3 separate regions of the Sus scrofa genome follow, and all the other regions are linked to region 2. A link is a contact called in public Hi-C data. All regions are on one chromosome and are shown on one strand. Each heading gives the region's core, a stretch centred on a gene start, on an enhancer-like site or on the middle of the called end of the contact. The rest is flanking DNA. Distances are from core to core; before and after follow the strand shown.

Region 1 (4,536 bases), core at 377-2,876, 100 kb after region 2:
GTCGTTCAGTTTATTCTTTACTCTTCAGACTGAAAGTCATAAGAACCCCTGTCAGAAAAAGAGATAAAGCATTTCTAAATTTCAAACTAGCAATCTCTAAATGTGAAACATTTTCCAGTTACCTAGCTTCTTTAGCTATTATTTAGTGCCAGACCTTATGCTAGTAACACATACTCTTAATGACAGCATTTGTTTTATGAAACATTTCAGTTTCTGGAAATTAGTATTGCATAGAAAATGTAGTACAGCAAGAAAAACAGACAATGAAATTAGACAGAAGCAGTTTTGAATTCAAATTTAATCCACCAGCTGCATGAAGTTGGGAAACTTATAAAGATCCTCTGAGTCTCAGAATTATCCCTTGTAAAATTATTACCTTGCAAAACTGCTGCGAGGGTTGGTGATAATATATGTCACATGCACATGTAGATGGCATTCAGTAAATGCTAGCTATTATTAAATATAAATGTAAATATTCCTTTGAAAAACACCTTCCTGGGGTTTTTCCGGGGAACTTTAGATGAGGATCCAGAACAATAAGCTTTAATTATCAGCAAGGGCCTCAATAAAGGAACAGTGTGTGGAAAGTCACAGACAAGCCTGTGGAACTGCCTGCCTGTAGCTTAGTATGGCTGATCACAGGGTATAACTGGAGATACAGTAAGAGGTAAGACTGGAACCAATCAGCAACACAGAACCAAAAGCCTAATATGACACTGCATAAATCTGGGCTGCACCAAAGAGGGAAATAAATGTGATGTGTTTAGTATTTTCAAAAAGTATAAGAATGTATGTATCACAGTGCTCTGCAAAGATGATATAAAAATGGGAGTAAAGAAAATCCAAGCAAAGCTAATGAAGAGGAGTAAACTCTTGCTTCACGACTACCACGCTGCCACTTTTTGTCAAGGTAGAAGAAGGAGCAGAGGAAAGAGAAGACAGAACCCTAGAAGACCTAAAATTACAGGGCAAGCAAAGAAATAATAAGCAGTAAGGAAAAGAGAACCAGCAAAGAAGAGAGGACCGTCAAAGGCTAGTAGGGAATCAGGATGTGCGGCAGTTTCCAGGCTGCTCTTAAGTTCCGGGAGAAAATGAAAGGGGGCTCGTTGGATTTGTATCTGGGACTTAAGCAGCGCAGTTGTGGTGGAGAACGGCGGGTGAATGACAGACGCCTTTGTGTGAGATCTTGCTAAGCTGCCCCGCGCCTCCGATCCACCGAGGCTGCCCGCTGCCCGGGGTGCGCGGGCCGCCCCTGGCTGCAGAGCGCCCTTTACCTCCGCAGGCCTTTGTCCATGAAGCACAAGTCCCCGCAGCTGCTGTCGCCGTCCTCATTCTCGACTTCCGCCTCCACCGGCGCCTCCATGGCACCGGCGACTGGGAGCGGGGTCTTAACCGGCGCCCAGCGCTGGATCTGACTGCCCGGAACACGCCTCCCAGGTGCGCGGAAGTCCGGCCAGAGGGGGCGGGGCGACGGCCCTCTAACCGACAGCGGGCACTTTCCCGCCCTGACGGTGTCGCAAAGCCGGAAGCCTGAACTTCCCCACCTAAGGTTTTCCTTCCTTTTACGGTATCTATGGGCGCGATGCTTGGGAATTGCCGTAAAGCAGAGCATTTTGTCTTGTGTGTGGCTCGTTGGGTATCATTTTTGCGTTGTGGGTGACTGACTTGAAAGTAATTTCGTCACAGCAGTTTGTTTTTACAGACCTATAGTTTTACATATCTATAAGTTGTTCTCCCATGGGCCACTGCATCTACTGTTGATTCCACAAACACGATGGGGTGCCTTACTTGTGCCAGGTACCTCCCTATGCAATGAGGACTAAGATGAAACCTGTTCTTGTTCTGGAAGCATTCATAGGTCAGTGCAGGAAACAAAGATATGCTGTGCAACAGGGCTAGTGCGAGGAATAGCATTTAAGCGAACTTTATATTTTCGTAGGTAATGGGAACGTTTTCTAAAAGGAAGTTACTGATGACTGATCAGAGACTTGACTGTAAGATCCAAGAACTCTTCTGGTTAGATTGCTTTCTGAGTCATGGAAATATTTTTAAATGGAGGCGAAAGGTATAGTTCAACTCTGGACCTGTCACTATCCTGAACTAAAATCTTAAGTGGTTCCTCATTAGTGATGGAAGAAATTTTCACATATTGAGATTGTGTAGCCAAAACTTGGCCTCTGCACAATGGTACTGGCTAAGTCTTGGAGACAAGAGTTTTGGGTGAAGCGAAAAGAACAGCACTATTGCTTTGCCAGGTGAAGGAGGCCCCAGTAGTCTAATACCCTCAAAACTGTGTTCTTTCTTGAGAAGGGCTAGCAAGGGATTTTATAGGTTTAGCTCAAAAAAGGTTTAGGGCTATTGATAAGGATCAGGGTGCCTGCTTTCTTTTCCCTGAATAGATCACTTCAGAGTCATCAAGGCTGGAGTCAGATGGTCTGGTGATGGTTTCTGGTGGTCTTTGGGGTTATCAGACCTTGACCTTTCTGCTCACAAAAGGAAGGGGGCGTTAGGGAGTGTTTCACAGGAAAAGAAAACACTAGACAGGCAATATAACTCTTAACTAGAAAGTAATCATCAATGAAAAGAAAGCAAATAAGCAAGGAAGAAATCATTTGTGAAAAGATGGTTAGAGTTAAGTTAGTGGGCCAAGGCACGGCATAATATAATGGAGAGTGTGTTTTAAATAGTTTTTAGCTGTAATAATATTTCCTTTTTTTTTTTTTTTGTCTTTTTGCCATTTCTTGGGCCGCTCCCGCAGCATATGGAGGTTCCCAGGCTGGGGGTCGAATCGGAGCTGTAGCTGCCGGCCTACGCCAGAGCCACAGCAACGCAGGATCCGAGCTGCGTGTGACCTACACCACAGCTCACGGCAACACTGGATCGTTAACCCACTGAGCAAGGCCAGGGATCGAACCTACAACCTCATGGTTCCTAGTCAGATTCGTTAACCACTGCGCCACAACGGGAACTCCTGTAATAATATTTCTTAATCATTAACTCTTTTTTTTTTTTTTTTTTTTTTGGGTCTTTTGTCCTTTTAGGGCTGTACCCACGGCATATGGAGGTTCCCAGGCTAGGGTCTAATTGAAGCTGTAGCCACCAGCCTATGTCAGAGTCAGAGCAACTTGGGATCCAAGACACGTCTGCGACCTACACCACAGCTCACGGCAACGCCAGATCCTTAACCCACTGAGCAAGGCCAGGGATCAAACCCACAACCTCATGGTTCCTAGTTGGATTCGTTAACCAGTGTCATGATGGGAACTCCTTAATCATTAACTCTGAAGTCAGCCATTTGAGACTGAGGGGAAGTCTGGGAGGCTAAAAGGAAAGTCTTTTACTTCAAAACACAAGGAGATAGGGCCTTTATACGGTTTCAGTATGCAGAAGTCATGTATACATGATTTAGCTTTATGCTAACTAGAATAGCCTAACTTATGTCACACCTGCATGGTATATCTGCATTAACCATTAAGGGAAAGAATGCATTTAAAAATCAAAATGGAGTAACTGGTTCAGGCATTCAAGATGGAGCTGGGTGGCCATTGTGGATATGGTTTCAAACAAGTTCCTGCGTCTTTGAGAACTTGAATATTCTGAACTATATCAATCTCAAAGACACCACTGGTTTTCAAAACAATATATGCTAGCAGCTGCTAGCTGCAATATTATGGTCTCAAGTTCTCCCCTTGTAATTATGCACCCATTTCAGACCCCAAGCAATCCTTGCTTAATAACCACCCATACTTCTTGCCAGCTCCAAACCTAATTCCTTACACACATGTTATGTAATTTTGTGGTTTTTGCCTATATAACAAGCCTTTCCCATTTTGTAGTCTGGCAGAACATATTTCAAATGCTTCTTGAATCTGTATTGCCCAGGTTATAGTCCTTAGTTTGGCTCAAATAAAGCTCTTTACCTGTCATGTCGTAGATCATTTATTGATTATTTGTATTGACATTAACCATCAAATAAAAACCTAACTTTCTTATCTAATGTTGAAGAAATTTCCAGACTTAACTCTTATTAGTCTCCTTTTGTTTACCTGTACCTATCATATTCGAAAACCTCTAGCCATAAAGTTACTATTTCTTATAACCACATGCTTTGCCATGTGTTTGCAGCTCCTTCCACAAGAGGTGGAGGTACAAACTCTACTGGCTCCTTGATTCTAGGATTAGATGTGACTTTTTTGTTTTGGCAAGGAGAATGCACTGGAATTCTAGTGCTATTCCCAAGATATCTAGCGCTAGGCCTCAAGACATCTTGCATGTTTCTGCTCCCTCTTTTGGAAGACTGCCTGAGCTGCCATTTGAGCAAGTTATATAGAGCAGAAACAAGTCACCCCAGCTAAGGACACATAGATACATGCATGAATCACTTAACTAGAAGCACTTAAACCCAGGCCAAATTGCCAAATAAGAGAAATAGGAGATAAATTAAGGGTTCTAAATCAGCAATTTCTGGAGAAGATAAGATTAGATGACTGATTGATAGGTTACAAAAACTATAACTGAATATCAAAATGAGGTTAT
Region 2 (4,888 bases), core at 1,589-4,088:
ATGCAAATCAAAACTACCATGAGATACCACCTCACACCAGTCAGAATGGCCATCATTAATAAAAATCCACAAATAACAAGTGCTGGAGGGGCTGTGGAGAAAAGGGAACCCTCCTGCACTGTTGGTGGGAATGTAAACTGGTACAGCCACTATGGAGGACAGTTTGGAGATACCTTAGAAATCTATACATAGAACTTCCATATGACCCTGCAATCCCACTCTTGGGCATCTATCCGGACAAAACTCTACCTAAAAGAGACACGTGCACCCGCATGTTCATTGCAGCACTATTCACAATAGCCAGGACATAGAAACAACCCAAATGTCCATCGACAGAGGATTGGATTCGGAAGATGTGGTATATATACACAATGGAATACTACTCAGCCATAAAAAGGAATGACATAATGACATTTGCAGCAACATGGATGGAACTAGAGAATCTCATCCTGAGTGAAATGAGCCAGAAAGACAAAGACAAATACCATATGATATCACTTATAACTGGAATCTAATATCCAGCACAGATGAACATCTCCTCAGAAAAGAAAATCATGGACTTGGAGAAGAGACTTGTGGCTGCCTGATGGGAGGGGGAGGGAGTGGGAGGGATCAGGAGCTTGGGCTTATCAGACACAACTTAGAATAGATTTACAAGGAGATCCTGCTGAATAGCATTGAGAACTTTGTCTAGATACTCATGTTGCAACAGAAGAAAGGGTGGGGGGAAAAATGTAATTGTAATGTATACATGTAAGGATAACCTGACCCCCTTGCTGTACAGTGGGAAAATAAAAAAATTAAATTAAATTAAATTAAATTAAAAATTAAAAAAATCAAAATAAAATAAACCTTGCCTGGTTATCAAGGCCCTTCATTAGCTCATCTTACCAGCCTCATTTTCAACAGTATCTTCACACCCAGACTTCTCTATTCATACAGGTCTACCTCCACTCCTACAAGGACAGCAAGTCCATTTCTGGGTTTACAGCTTGCTTATGCCATGCTTTATTTCTACAAGGCCTTTTCAGATTTTTTCCCCTAAAACCAACACTCTGTATTCTCCATTAGCTCAGGTTGGAAAACCTTCAGAAAAGGACTAATTTTATTAGCTCAACCAGGACCATTTAATGGGAGAAGAGTGGTTCCCCAGAAAGGAATGCTGAGCAGATAATGAATGTTCTCTGAATGGCCATCTACATGGGAAAGGGAGGCCCAGAGAAATGAAGTAACATTTCCACAACACACTGTTGGTTGTTGACAGAAGTAAAAAAAAAAATTCATGCCTCCTCACTCATATCTCATATAATGTCACTGCTCTTGCCTGTACAACCATGTTATTTCCTAGTGTGTATTTCTATCTCAACTATTCAAGATTAAAGCTAGGTCCATAAGTTTTCATAGACACTATAATGTCATTCCATTGCAACTATTTGTCTTCTGCATATATATCAACAACTTCACATTCACGGAATCATAATACATGCTTTATTTGCTTCAGTATTTGTGGATAACTCTAGCCTTGTGAAAGAATCTAATGCTTTTCGGTCGCTTTGGTGTTGTTTTGGTCCTGCCCCCATGCATTAGGGGCATTTTATACCAGAACTTTAAGGTGTTTTTAAAAATCAGTCTTTAGGAAAAAATACAAAATTTTAATAAAAATACATTGACAAGTAATTATTCCTCATTCCTTAATGTATTCCCTAACTTTTTGTGATTGATATAAATAAAATGATTTACTGTAAAAGTGGCTCATCGGTCTACAAGCAGGCGACTGACTTGGCGGGAAGAGGACTTAACCGAGGGCTAGACCACATGGATTTTGGTTTGGCTTTGTCAGTTACTAGCTGTGTGGATACCCGAAAATGGCTTAGACGCTGAGCCTTAGTATTCTCACTTGCAAAAGGAGAGTGGTATTCTGGCCTTATTTTGATACTATGAGCAAAACTCAAGCACGTTACAAAAGTGATATAAAAATGTCAGGAGTTCCAGTTGTGGCTCAGGGGGCTAAGAACCTGACATAGTCTCCAGGAGGATGGGGGTTCCATCCCTGGCCTTGATCATTGGGTTAAGGATCCCGCAGTTGCCACAAGCTGCAGAGTAGATCGCAGATGCACCTAAGGCTGGAGCTGTAGCTCTGATTTGACCCCTAGCATGGGAACTTCCATATGCCGCGGGTGCGGCCTTAAAAGACCAAATATATATATATATATACACACATATCTTTTTAAAGCAAGAAAACTTCAGTGAGAAAAGTATTTCAACTTTTTGCTCTTTACAGACTCTCCGTTTGGAGATTGTAGCTCTAGATCCCAATCAAGCCCTGGGCGCCACCCAGAGGTGCGCAGCGCCACCTCCTGGGAGGGTGGGCAGAACCAGCTAGCAGTAAACCGCTGAGGACAGACTACCAGGGTTATGGTCTTATAGTCTCCGTGGGTCGGAAGACTCAGACACCCTGGGTGGTTTCTATTTACCCACTCGGAGAATTCGACGCTTGGTTCCAGCCGAGTAGAGGTCCTCAGCTCAGCACAAGGCAAGTGATGTTAATGGGTCAGGACTTCCCATGGCGGGTGGAACTCGCTCTACCCGCGAGGCTTTGGGACATTCAAGAGAGAATGCTCCGCGGCAGGGTTGGCTCTGTGGGCGGGACTACGTAAGGGGGGTGGGAACCAGCTGGTGGGCGGAACCACGCCTACTGCGGGGTTTCGCTCCAAGCTTACCAGGTGGCGGGGCTTCGCTCCGGGTATGGGCTGAGCTTGGAGAGTTGTACTCCGGTCGGTGGGTGGGGCTAGGTCGGTGGGTGGGGCTTATCTCCGCGTAAGGATGATCTCAGGGCCCCGGATTCCGCTCTGTGGGCGGGGCGTTGCCCGGTGGGCGGAACTACGACCGCTATGAGGACTTTTGACTGGCTCCCTCCCCCGGAACTTCCAGGATGCGGGCGCAGGCAGTTGGCGTCACTTGGAGCTTGAGCAGCCGCACGAGGCTTTCGGAAGTCTGGTGAGAGTTTAATAAAGAAATTTTCCAGCGGGCTGGCAGGAGGTTTCCGGGTGTTAGGACAGGATTGGCTTGGCTGCTGTGATTTGGTCGCTTGGTTCTGCCGCTGGATGGCTCAGGCAGCCCTTCTGGGCCAGGCCTGCAGGCCCAGACCTGAATCCCCGTGCCTGCTGGGCCTTCGGCCCATGGCAGGGTACTAGTTTTTGGTTGTCTGGTTGTTTTCTCTGTTTTTTTTTTTTTTGTCTTAGCGCTTCACCTGCAGCATATGGAAGTTCCCAGGCTAGGCGCTGAAACTGAAGCTGCAACTGCTGGCCTACACCACAGCAATAGGGGATCCGAGCTACACCTGCAACCTACGCCACAGCTCAAGGCAAGACTGGATCCTTAACCCACGGAGCAGGGCCAGGGATTGAACTCGTGTCCTCATGGATAGTAGTCGGGTGGGTTGTGGCTGAGCCACAGGGGGTTTTTCTCATGTCATCATTTTCTAAGTGGTTGTCAGAGAAAATCTCAAATCTCACCAAATAGGCTATCACCTTCTCCAGGAAATTTCCTCCAGTCACCAACTCTACTAGATCTTTCCCTCTTGTGATCCTACTTGTATTCTGCTGGTAACAGCACCTTCCATTATGTTTCTTGTGTTTGTGTATATTTCACATGTAGTATTATCAGTTCTGACCACACTTGGCTAGTAGTATTAAAGAATACTAGGTGAGTGGTTGGATCTTGGATACTTATCGGAAGGATTTTGGATTATTTAATTTGGGGATGATTTATTATGTGTATTTTATGCTTCTTTAATGATCATGTGTTTTCTACTCAGTTCACTTTTTTTTTTTTAATTAGAATGCTGTGGGGGTTCAAAAGCACTATTGGGGTTGCTGTCTCTGTTAAATAGTTTCCTGAGGCTGACCATTGAAGGAGAGTATACATTTCAGTCAATAGAGAGGATGTGAGCAAAAGAAAGAAAGGGAGAACATGCAAAGTGTTTTCAAAGAATAATTAGTGCACTAGGCCAGGTGGATATAGAGAAGGAGCAGGGGATACCTTTGACAGATTTATGCTAGAGCCAGGACAAAGCATATTGCTTCTTGTGGTTTGGAAGAACCATTGGAGGATTTTATTTTATTTTATTTTATTTTTTGGCCTCCCAGAGGCATATGGAGTTCCCAGGCCAGGGATCAGATCCAAGTCGCAGTTGCCACCTAAGCTGCAGCTGCCACAACACCAAATCCTTAACTCTCTATGCTGGATTGGGGATAGAACCTTCATCCCCAGGCTTGGTTCAGATCTGATCTCAAGAAGCCTCAGATCCCATTGTGCAACAGTGGGAACTCCCTTTGGAGGATTTTAATACTGGGATGGTTCATTTCCTACCACTATGCAATATAGACTTAAATGCATATGGCTTAAGCCAGGAGTTAACAATCTTTCTGAAAAGGACCAAAAAGTAAATCTTTCAGGCTCTGCAGTCCACAGTTGTAGCAGGAAAGCTGCCCCTACAATATGTAATCCAATGGACATAGCTGTGTTCTAATAAAACTTCATTTACTAAAGTGGGTACCTGACCTGATTTGGTCCATGGGTATAGTTTGTCCCAAGACATAGTCTAACCAAATAGACCTAGGGACTAAAGCAGTAACCCAGCCCTGAACGAGGCAGTACTAAATCATATTTTTGTATTGCATTTTCATTTGTATATGAGAGGCTGTGTCACATAGTGAGAGCCCTCGATCTAGTCTGCCTAGATTTGAATCTTGGCATTCCTTGATTACTAACAGTGTAACAATGGCCAAATTAATTTTTCTTTGTATCAGTTTTTTTTTTTTAATGTAAAATGAAGGTAAAGCAGTACCTCCTACAAAGTGGTATTGTTAGGAGTAAACTAGTTAAA
Region 3 (4,833 bases), core at 2,113-4,612, 70 kb before region 2:
GTAGCTCCAATTCAACCCCTAGCCTGGGAACCTCCATATGCCAAGGGTGAAGCCCTAAAAAGCAAAAACAAACAAACAAAGAATCCAATTGAAGTGGCTTGGGTTGCTGCAGAAGCATGGATTCCCTTTGATCCCTGGTCCAGTGTAGTGGGTTAAAGGATCCCACTTTGCAGCAAGGCAGCATAGGTTGCAGCTGTGGCTCAGATTCAATCTCTGGCACAGGAACTTCCATATGCCATAGGTGCAGCCATTTGAAAAAGAGAGAGAGGGAGAGACAAGGTTGTTTTAGAAACATATGTCTCAACTTAATAGAAATGTATTTTAGATTTTAGTGGAGTCACTCACTGGTCCAAATGCTAGGCAATTAACCTACCTTCATCAACATTCGCATCTATAAATGCCAACAATTAGGGTAGCTGTGTGGTGTGTTACTGTGAGCCTCAAATGAGTTGATTTGTGTACAGAGCTTAGAGCAATACCTCAACAGATATTAATTGTCATTAGTAATGTTATCAGTCCTTCACACTCAGCTGTAAAATTTTTGAGGTAAACATGTGATAGCAAAAGAGAAAGATTCAGATTTAACCAGCTGCCCGACTCGACTTCTTGTTCTTTTTTGCTCAGTGCAGTAAATGCCTGATCATGCTGGCTATGGAGGGCTGCCCTAAGCCAAGAGGAACCCAAAGAAACAGTGTTTAAAAGGCTTCTGGAACCCCATCCACCCACCTTTTTAATACTTTTTTTTTTTTTTTTTTTAAGGCTGCACCTGTGGCATACAGACCTTCTCAAGCCAGGGGTTGAATTAGAGCCACAGCTGCAGCCTGCAACACAGCCGAGGCAACACCAGATCCAAGCTGTAACCTATGCCTCAGCTTGTGACAATGCTGGATCTTTAACCCACTGAATGAGGCCAGGGATCAAAGCTACATTCTCAGAGAGACAACATCAGGTCCTTGAACCGTTAAGCTGCAATGGGAACTCCCCCATTTTAATACTTGATAAAAATAGCATTTCCCAGAGTTCCCGTTGTGGTGCAGGGGTTAATGAGTCTGACAAGGAGCCATGAGGTTGTGGGGTCGACCCCTGGCCTAGCTCAGCGGGTTGAGGATCCAGCATTGCTGGGAGCTGTGGTGTAGGTCACAGAGGAGGCTCGGATCCCGAGTTGCTGTGGCTGTGGCATAGGCCGGTGGCTACAGCTCTGATTAGACCCCTAGCCTGGGAACCTCCATATGCTGCAGGTGCGGCCCTAGGGAGGAAAAAAAAATAGCATTTCCCTCTTAAATCTCTAATGCAGTTAACAATCAATACAGCAACTTGAATCTCCATTCTTCGTGTGTGTATACTGAATTTGGGAATTTTTACTTCAGAATATTTTCACTTAAACTGATGTTCTATACACATATAGATCAGAGAAGGTACTTATAAGAAGGCTTCAACATTTAAGTACAGTGACTAAATATTTAATGGGAAGAAAAAGATCTATATTTATATGTTACCTGTCCTATAAATACAGGATCAGTAGGATGCTTGATGTCTTACAGATTTTCTTCCTTTTGTTATTTAACTATTCGCTAACATTCTCACTCCACCTTCTCATTCAAACCTCTGAATTCTGAAGCTGATTGCCTTACATCAGAAGCTGCAGCATCTTAAATATAGTAACAGTATTTATTTTTGAATCAAATTCAGTCAGTTAATCAACAAACCATAGTGGCTTACTTGATATCTAAATATGTTGATTGAAGCCTTTCAACTTTTCCAGAGCTGACTCATTTTTACTAGGATATTGAAGGGATGCTCTGGGCTTATCTTCTTAAGAAAGCAGTCTCCAGCCACCCTTGTCTTTTCCCTTTAGAACTTTTTTTTAAACCATTTTTTTTTTTTTTTTTTTTTGGAAAGTACCAAACACCAGCAGTGACATCTAGTGCCTGAATCCAAAAGGAATCTGGAACTACTAGATTGTTCTTCCATCGCCCTGGCTGACAGATGGTGTTCATTCCAACACTAAGATTTCTTGAGTTTCTCTGTGATAATTCCTTTAAGCTCTTCTTGTCTAAGATGCACAGCAAACTCACTATGTCAATATTATGCTCATTTTGTGTGGATTAGCAAGAGACCTGAGATTAGCAAGAGCCAAGGCTCACAAGTCTTTGCACTTACTCCTCCTTCCTGCTGATGAGAAAGAGTACTCCTCTGTGACCACTATCCTTAACCTCAGATCTGAAAATGTGCAGAATGAAGTATTCAGATTGGCCCCGGATGATTCAATATGGGAGGGGAGGGCCAGAAACCCTGAAGATTTTCCAAAAGCCTTTACCTTTCCTAGAAAAGCTAAAGAAAAAAAAAAATCCACTTTTCTCTTAGATGAGAAAGCAAGAACCTGATTTCTCTAGAAAAATCCTAATTATGCTCCCTTAATTTTTGGTGAACACTTTTGTGAATTTTTTGGGTTCTGAATTCCCCTAATTGGAAGAATGGCCCCAGAGGAGAGGAGGCATGTGTGTGGTAGATGGATCTACAGGGGATCTGAGGGAAGAAAGCTAAGTGAGCAAGGAGTTAGTGCCTTTAATGAAGTCTTTGAGCCTCAAAGGCAGGAATGAGGTCTTGATTCAACAGAGAATGAGGACTGAAGAAAGAATGGTCTCTAGAGTTCCGGTTGTGGCTCAACAGTAACAAACCCGACTAGTATTCATGAGATTGCAGATTTGATCCCTGGCCTCGCTCAGCGGATCAAGGATCTGGCATTGTGGTGAGCTATGGTGTAGGTCACAGACATGGCTCAGATCCTGAATTGCTGTGGCTGTGGACTAAGGCCAGTGGCTGCAGTTCTGATTCTACCCCTAGCCTGGGAACTTCCATATGCTGCGGGAAAGGACCCAAAAAAAAGAAAGTGATCTAACTCTACCAAGAGGGAGATGGTGCCAAAGAAAAGGACCATGTGTACAAACACAGATACCTCTAGAAAACTTTTCTTTTTTTTACACATCAGTGACAATGCTGGATCCTTAATCACTAGGCCACCAGGGAACTCTGAGAAAAAAGATTTTAATAAGTAATTCTGATACCTGCTAACAGACCCTGAGCACTGCTGTAAGACCCTTCCCCCCGCCCCCACCACCCCCGGCCCACATCTAGTCCATCCCTTTTGCATAGAAGGAGAACAACTCACAGCTAAGACTCTGCCATTGATAGGAAACACTGGAAAGGACGACCTTTATAGAAGCACCAGTTAAGAGCCACCCAGCATGAAAGCAGCACTGACTCCAGGAAATTAACAGACAAACTTGCTTCAACCTGAGGCCGCTCCCTCTGATTGTGTGCTTAGCAGAGGCAGAACACAGAGGGTAAATATATCAAAGGTTTTCTGTTAATGAGTACTTCCCCAGCTTTCTCTCCCTTGGCAGGGGCAGAGGAATAGCCCAGTGGAATCGGTATGGTGCCCAGAGGATTAAGAGCTACCAAGAGCTGGTGGCAGGGATGCACCCTGAGGGAATGGTAGCCCGGAGATGCACCTGCAGGAGAAGGGAGAAAGGAGTTAAGAACAAAAGAGAAAAAAAGAGAGAGAGAGAGAGAAGGAATTCCAGGACCCCACGTATGGGCAGACTTATTCATGACACAAATGCGACGCTCTCTGTTTCATACTAAAAAGTAAAGCCAAGGGAGTCTTTGGAAGGGACTGGAATCCAGCACTAGCAGGTCGAAGTCGGTTCTGTGTTAAAGGCCCATGGTATGCAATCTCCTGGTGGCCTGCCTACTTCCAGAGGGAATCAGCTTTTCTTCTCCAACAGCACCACCTGGGGGTTAACAATAGGAACAGATCAGGGCTGCCCTATAACTTCCTCATTTTTCATCCTTTAAAGAGATCATGCCCACGTCAATTTTTTTTCCTAAAGTTTTGGGGGGTTTGTTTGTTCGTTTGTTCTTCCATTTTTAGCTGCCCCTGTGGTATGTGGAAGTTCCCAGGCCAGAGATAAAATATGAGCCAGAACTGCTGAACTACACTGCAGCTGCAGCAATGCTGGATCCTTAAACCCCTGCTCTGGGCCAGGTATTGAACCAGCCCCTCCACAGAGACAATCTGGATTACTGACCCACTGTGCCACAGTGGGAACTCTCCTGAAGTTTTATTTTTTAATTCCTGTTAAAATATGCCTTTTCTTTCACCACATATTCTCCCTTTCAAATGCTGACTATTTACTGCAAGAACCTCTTTCTCCTTCTCCCCATCCTCTCCTGTGCTTCCTTTCTCTTAGTGCTTCTCTCACACCAGCAGTGTTGTTTTGGAAGATCTGGTGTCCAGAGCAGAAAGACTGCCTCAGTTTGAAAATATGGCATCCATTAAACTCTGAGGGAGGGACTGCAAGTGAATCAACTAGACAGTAAGATTTATACTCTTGCACATGGCATGAAAACTTGAAGAAGCCTTTCAAAGCACCAAAGCATGATTGTAAATAAGTTGTGAACATATATGTATATGCATTATTGTACTAACTCACATCTTCGGCTGCAAAAATCTTGTCAAAGTTTTTTTAAGGAGCACTGCACACTCTATATGATGCCAAGCTGACATATAAGTCTACACTCAGAGAGTTCTCGTTGTAGTTCAGTGGGTTAAGAACCTGATATAGTGTCTATGAGGTTGCAGGTTGGATCCCTGGCCTTGTTCAGTGGGTTAAGGATCTAGTGTTGCTGTGGCTGTGGCACAGGCTCAGCTGCAGCTCCAATTCAACCCTAGATTGGGAACTTTCATATGCCGTAGGTGTGGTCATGAAAAAAAAGAAAAAGAAAAAAAATAGCCTACACCCAGTCTTCTTCAGCAGCACAAAACTACTC

What was found. Hi-C and Micro-C count contacts between places; a contact is called where the count stands out from the background.
Region 1: a Hi-C map of liver shows a contact between it and region 2, with 6 times the contacts expected there. The contact joins the promoter of LRRCC1 here to the promoter of LOC100152714 in region 2. A contact is called at or near these places in 6 of 47 Hi-C or Micro-C datasets (heart right ventricle, liver and skeletal muscle) and 2 of 2 datasets of contacts at active chromatin or transcription factors (alveolar macrophages and skeletal muscle).
Region 3: a contact with region 2 is called in a Hi-C map of liver, with 4 times the contacts expected there. The contact joins the enhancer-like site here to the promoter of LOC100152714 in region 2. A contact is called at or near these places in 6 of 47 Hi-C or Micro-C datasets (embryonic fibroblasts, liver and skeletal muscle) and 2 of 2 datasets of contacts at active chromatin or transcription factors (alveolar macrophages and skeletal muscle).

Annotation. Positions count from the first base shown.
Region 1 is chr4:51,568,983-51,573,518 of Sscrofa11.1, forward strand. LRRCC1 (leucine-rich repeat and coiled-coil domain-containing protein 1) reads right to left here and starts at 1,627. Exons shown (of 18, transcript XM_021089164.1): 1 at 1,275-1,627. The coding sequence starts at 1,612.
Region 2 is chr4:51,466,133-51,471,020 of Sscrofa11.1, forward strand. LOC100152714 (carbonic anhydrase 13) reads right to left here and starts at 2,839. Exons shown (of 6, transcript XM_013996643.2): 1 at 2,721-2,839. It overlaps C4H8orf59, which reads left to right and starts at 3,022. Exons shown (of 4, transcript XM_005662997.3): 1 at 3,022-3,364. The coding sequence starts at 3,260.
Region 3 is chr4:51,395,124-51,399,956 of Sscrofa11.1, forward strand. No RefSeq gene overlaps it. Among named protein-coding and RNA genes, the nearest start is that of C4H8orf59, 72 kb to the right of the region's middle. Within about 2 kb of position 3,363, at least 6 of the 83 cell types and tissues checked have an H3K27ac peak or open chromatin away from gene starts, as enhancers often do. A contact at or near this core is called in liver, where this site is marked.